Linked DNA regions of Rattus norvegicus: region 1 is linked to region 2. A link is a contact called in public Hi-C data. All regions are on one chromosome and are shown on one strand. The core of a region is the stretch at or near the end of the contact, and the rest is flanking DNA. Distances in the headings are between cores, read along the strand shown.

What was found. Hi-C and Micro-C count contacts between places; a contact is called where the count stands out from the background.
Region 1: a contact with region 2 is called in a Hi-C map of liver, with 4 times the contacts expected there. The contact joins the promoter of N4bp2l2 here to the promoter of Brca2 in region 2. A contact is called at or near these places in 5 of 12 Hi-C or Micro-C datasets (the Rat2 cell line, Schwann cells, frontal cortex and 2 more).

What each region holds. Positions count from the first base shown.
Region 1 is chr12:5,034,057-5,036,995 of GRCr8, reverse strand. It overlaps N4bp2l2 (NEDD4 binding protein 2-like 2), which reads left to right and starts at 1,320. Exons shown (of 6, transcript NM_001005533.2): 1 at 1,320-1,431.
Region 2 is chr12:4,894,155-4,896,992 of GRCr8, reverse strand. Brca2 (BRCA2, DNA repair associated) reads right to left here and starts at 1,546. Exons shown (of 27, transcript NM_031542.2): 1 at 1,386-1,546; 2 at 1,210-1,293. The coding sequence starts at 1,276.

The DNA.
Region 1 (2,939 bases), core at 71-2,570, 140 kb before region 2:
GGCCTTGCGGTTGCTAAGCAAGCGCTCTACCACTGAGCTAAATCCCCAACCTCTAGATTTCTAATACTTAAAAATGAAAGAAAGGCATTTTTAACAGTTTAAATGGACCAACACAGGAAGTATATGGAAACTTCATCTTTGAAATTTTATTTGGGCTGGTGAGAGGGCTCAGTAGATAAAGGCACTCACTGCTAAGCCTGGACAACCTGAACTCAATCCCCAGGACCCAATACTGGCCAGGAGTTATGGCAGTAGAAAACTGCCAGCTCAGCATGTGCAAGGAAAAATGAGAAAATAAAAGTATTCCTACTATTTAACTTTTCAATGACATGTTATTAAAATGTAAGATATTACAATGAGATGACATCACCATGAATGTCAAAAAGAAAAATGTTTCCCTTAGGGTGGGTATAGAGGTGCAGGCCTGTAATCCAAGCAGGAGAATCAGAAATTCTAAATTCTAGGTGAAATTACCTTGGCTTATATGGCATTTAAGGTCAACCTGGTTTCCATGAGATCTGACACACTCCTGGTTTTCCTGTGCACCAGACACTCACTCTGTGTGTGTGTGTGTGTGTGTGTGTGTGTGTGTGTTTACTCAGATAAAACACATAGTAATTTTTTAAGTGTTTATTTTTATAAAAATGATGCAGAACTTGAAGCTAAATACGAGGAAACAAAAGTTGCTGTAAAAATTGTATTTCAAGAAGATCCTGCAAGAGGATAGGTTGTGAGCCCTCTGGGTCATAATAATGGTGTTAAGCATTCTAATGTAAATATTCTACACTGTGACTTTTAGCTATTATACTTTCAAATTAAAACATTATTGTGTTGGAGCCAAGACCTATTCGAATACGAGATGGCCGATTTTCTTGTGGGGGTCCAAATGAAACAAAGAGTGGGAGTTTCAGAAAGTATAATTACTTTCTGAGAAACCATAGCAACCGAATTCCGTTATACAAAATGTTTTCTCCTTTGAAGCCTAGTCTGATTCTTTTGTCTCTTAAAAAGCCCGAAAACTGTTCACTCACCACAGAGGCTTGCGCATCCACCTGGGGGCGCCAAGCACTCTTGTTCTTTTCCTTTAGTCGCGAACGCCAGAGAACGTCGCTGCCTTTACAAAGTTGGTGTTTCTTTAACTAACTTCCCCAACTCCAGGACTGGGAACAAGACTGAGTCTACGTTTGTGGCCAAAATAGCACAGGCGTCATGCAATGGACTCTGGAAGACTGAGTCTCGGTGGCACGAGGTAAACTAGGATTGCAGGGAACGCCGGACTTCAATCCCCATAATGCCTGGCGTGAGCCCGCGGTGCTGCATGGGTAATCCAAGAGGTGGCGGCCATCTTGTGTATGGAACTGCTCCAGTCTCGCGTCTCTTTCCAGCTCCGTTTAGTAGCTACGTTTTGGACGGTCTCTCGACTTCCCAGAGGTTCGTGTATTCGCGGAAGTTCTTTTTGGGGGAGGACTTGGGGAGGAAGGTGGTGGAAGTACATACAGAGCTGTGGCTTGAGGTGAGCAAGCGTCCCGGTGTAGTTAAGGGAGGTATTTCCGGTTTCATCTGAGGTGAACGGCCGAGTTTTCACTGGTGGCTTGACGCGATTCTTTCTATTTGTGAGCGTGGAAGCCCCAAAAGAAACCTTTCAGCCTTCGAGGCCTCCCCGGATTCTTAGAAGGGATCTTGACGTTTTCCTTAGGGACGGAGAAGCTGGGACGCCTCTGTCCTGGCAGCTTGCCTAGGGGTCAGGAGGCCTGGGGGCCCAGGTAGGGTACTGGCGATGTTAGTGCACCCTCTGCTCTTCCTCGGGTATCTCTGACGTTAGAATGAGGAAATGGGAGGATGTGGCTGAGGTGGGGGCTGTTTCCGGGAAAATGGCTTTCTCCGCAGTTGGAGCTTCCTTCATCTCTGCTAATGGCCTGTCTCCTTTATTCCCTACTTTGTGGGGGTTTTAGTTTTGCTTCCAAGAGCAGGCCGAGTGAAGTACTGACTAAAAGAGAGCTTTTGGTTTCTTAACGGTTAAAAAAAAAAAAGATAGGAGAAGCGAAGTTGTGATTTTTTTTTTTTAAGGCATAGTCTCTCTAAACCAGGTTGCTATGGAAGCCATTTGTGTAGACAGCCCATACTGGACTGGAACTCTCCCATTGACAGCATTACAGGTTTGAGCTACCATGGCCTGTCAAGAGAAGTGTAATTTTAATTAAGTTAGTTTATTGACAGGGTCTTGGGTAATTGAACTTACTCTGTAGTCCAGGCTGGTTGTAAACTCCTGATCTTCCTTTCTCCATCTCCCAAACGCTAGTGTTTACAGCCATAAACCACCCTGCCTGAAAAGTGAACTTTTTAAGTTAGAGAAACTACTAGAAAAGTTGAATGTTTTGATTTTTAAAGTTTCCTGATTATTTTTCCTGAGCATAATTTGTATCGTCACTGAAACTCAAAACTTTTTTTTTTTTTCAAATTCTTACACTCAATTGGGAACTGCTTTTACACTACTTGAAAGGAAAAGGCCCCCAAGGCTGCATTTTAGTTGATCTGGTATTTGGATGCTAAAGAGAGATGATTGAAGTTTGGAAATTGAAGCTTATACTCCAAAAGACATGGTGATTTTTAAACAGGAAGGTATTCATGTTTAAATTCAATTTAGAAACACATGTTCAATTCTGGATCTATACATACACATATAAATACACACAATATGGATTTAAGTTTCCAAATTTAGGTTCCTAAACTCTAGAGTGGATTGGTTAAAGATAGGCTTGTAATCTCAGCAACTCAGAAGGATGCAAAGTTCAGGGCTTCACTGTATTCTACAGAGTGGATTCAAGGCCACCCTTGTCAACTTCGACACTCTCACAACATGAAGAAGACATAGGCCATAACTCTGTAGTAGAGTGTTTGTTTAGCTTGCATGAGATAAGTTCATCTTCTGTACCTCCAAA
Region 2 (2,838 bases), core at 297-2,796:
CTCCGAACCCAGAGAGGGTGCCAGGGACTCACAAGGGGAAAATGAACAGCATGAGGCTCATGTTTCAATTTTCTTATTACTGTGTACCTGATGTGTGTGGGTGTGTACGTGTCAGAGTTAAGAATGTCTACTACTCTTGCAGAAGACCCAAATTCAGTCTAATATCCACATCACGTAGCTCACAAGCACCTGGAAATCCAACTCTAGGGGACCTGATGCCCTCTCCTGACCTCTGTGGGTGTCTATATACACACACAGAGCATAGGCATAAACACACTCACACACACAGTTTAAAATAAAAGACACCATAAGAGAAGGTTTGACAAGTATTCATCACTAGCATCCCCAATGCTTCTGATTTGCCAGTAGCACTTTCAAAACAGTTCTTACCACTGGATGCCCAAGAGTTAATTTCCCATCTATTTAGGTGGTCTACATCATCTGATTGGCCTGGAAAAGATTATGCTAACTAGATCTGACTCCACAAGCTTTTCACAGCACAAAGAAAACCGTCAAGTATTGAATTATTTTACTTTTCAATTTAGAGACAGTCTCATGTGTCCCTTACAGGCCTTGAGCTCACCCTGTGGCCCAGGATGACCTTCAACTCCTGAGCCTCCTGCCTCTACTTCCCAAATGGTGAGATTATATTAACCAGCTAGTGCCCAGTTAATTGATGCTGAGGAAGAAACGCAGAGACCAGGGTCACTCCCATCTCTCCCACCCCCTTTTTTTTAAAATCAGGTCTAAGCTCTGTGCTCCCAATATCCAGGAATTCCCTATGTAGCCCAAGCTGGTCTTGAACACCTATTTAATCCACCTGGCTCAGTCTTCTGCCTCAACTTCCATAGGATTATAAATATGTGCCATCACACCTAGCTCGAGTAATTGTTTTTCTGAGACAGAGTTTCTCATAAAGCCCTTGCGGTCTTTTTTTTTTTTTTTTTTTTTTTTCGGAGCTGGGGACCGAACCCAGGGCCTTGCGCTTCCTAGGCAAGCGCTCTACCACTGAGCTAAATCCCCAACCCCCCTTGCTGTCTTTTAATCTCTCTCTTTAGACCAGGCTGGCCTCAAACTCACAGAAGTCCACCTGCCTCTGCCTCCCAGGTGCTGAGGTGTTTGTTTTTAAAACAAGCATACACCTTGACTTTATTGAAAAAAAATTTTTTGATGGGTCTTAATTTACCAAATTTTATAAAACTTCAATACCTGCTGTGCTGCATCTCGCTTTAAAAATTTCCCAAAAAGTTGGTCTCCTTTTGTATTCAACGGTCATGTTCTTGGTAAAGAAGTCTGCAAAAGAGAAAGTAACATAGGCTTCACAGGCCTGCTTTCTTGTGACGGGTAAAACCAGAATCGCTGGTAAGCTCTTCCAACGGAACTACCTTAGGCCCATCTTTTGGGGCAAGAACAGAACTTATCATGAAGATGGGGAGAGATTATAATTGTGCTTCGAACCAAACTGCACCCGAAAGCGGATATGGTGGGAGCCAATAACCAGAAAAACTTAACGTCATTTAAAAGTATTCACGTTAACTAATTACGGAGCTGAGACGCACACGTTCGGTAATCCAGCAACTGCAGAACGGAGCGGCTACTGCGGACTCCGGGGACGCGCCAGATCCCTGTGGGAGGACGCCCGCGGGCTGCAAGGGGCCGGGAGGAGGAACCAGCTCCCGACTGAGGTGGAGCCTGTGGCGGCCGTGAAGGGGGTCGAGGGGCTCCTCCGGGAAGTCAGGCGCTTCCCTCACTGCACCACGACCCCGGAGCGCGTGCCCACAACACCCGGCCCCACAACACCCGGCCCCACTGACACGCTCGGGTTGCGGCCGCTGACGGACGGCGCCGCCTCACTTCTCACGCTCCTGCGAAAAGCCCGCGCTCTGCGCCGTGACGTCATGACTGCGCGACGGGGACGCAGCGCGAGCGCCGCCCGGAAGTCAGGGAGCTGTTCCTCCTGTAGCTGGTCCCAGATAAAGTTACCTCCCACTTTGGCAGCCGCTCAGAGTCGCCAAATTCCTTTTCGTCCCTTTGGGTTCACATTTGTCTCTGGAGACGTGTGTGTGTGTGTGTGTGTGTGTGTGTGTGTGTGTGTGTGTGTGTGTGTGTGTGTGTGTGTGTGTGTGTGTGTGTGTGTGTGTGTGTGTGTGTCTTCTGTGGTTTCTTCTCGATGTGGGTTAAAATTTTGTTTATAGTTTCTTTGTATCTTCGGGGTCTGATTAGATGTTCAAGTTAGAACCCTTGGCGTTCTGTTTACTTTAATCTAACCGACCCTGAAGATAGACTTTGAAGGGATTCGTTGGATCTCTTTACCCTCTTCCCAACGTCTCCACATTAAATAAATCTTTCAGCTTTCCACTTTTAATTTGGCTTTTTTAATTGTCTTATTGAGGAAGGGTGGTAGGGACCTGGGCCCAAATTCATATTCATTCATTCTTCTCTCCCTCTCCCTTTCCCCCTCCCCCTCCCTCTCTCCCTTTCTCCCTCTCCCTCTCTCCCTCTCTCCCTCTCCCCCTCCCTCTCTCACAAACACACACACACTGAATCTCCTGGGTAACAAACCCAGTGCGTGGCTTACTGTGGGTCTGTAGTTTGAACTGTACAAAGCCTTCGATTGGATTCAACAAGAGATCTTCGGGGCCTTGCTGGTTCCAGAATGTGCTAAACAGTAAAAAGGTCCCCTTGGATTAGAAAAACAATGATCTTGGGTTGGGGAGTCTGACTCCAATAGTAGAGATTTTTGGCCCTGGGTTAGATACTCAGCACTATAGTAAAGACAACTGAGAAAAGTCTGCTCGGTTTATTGGTATCAATTTTGTCTGGTAATTTGTAGTCCTT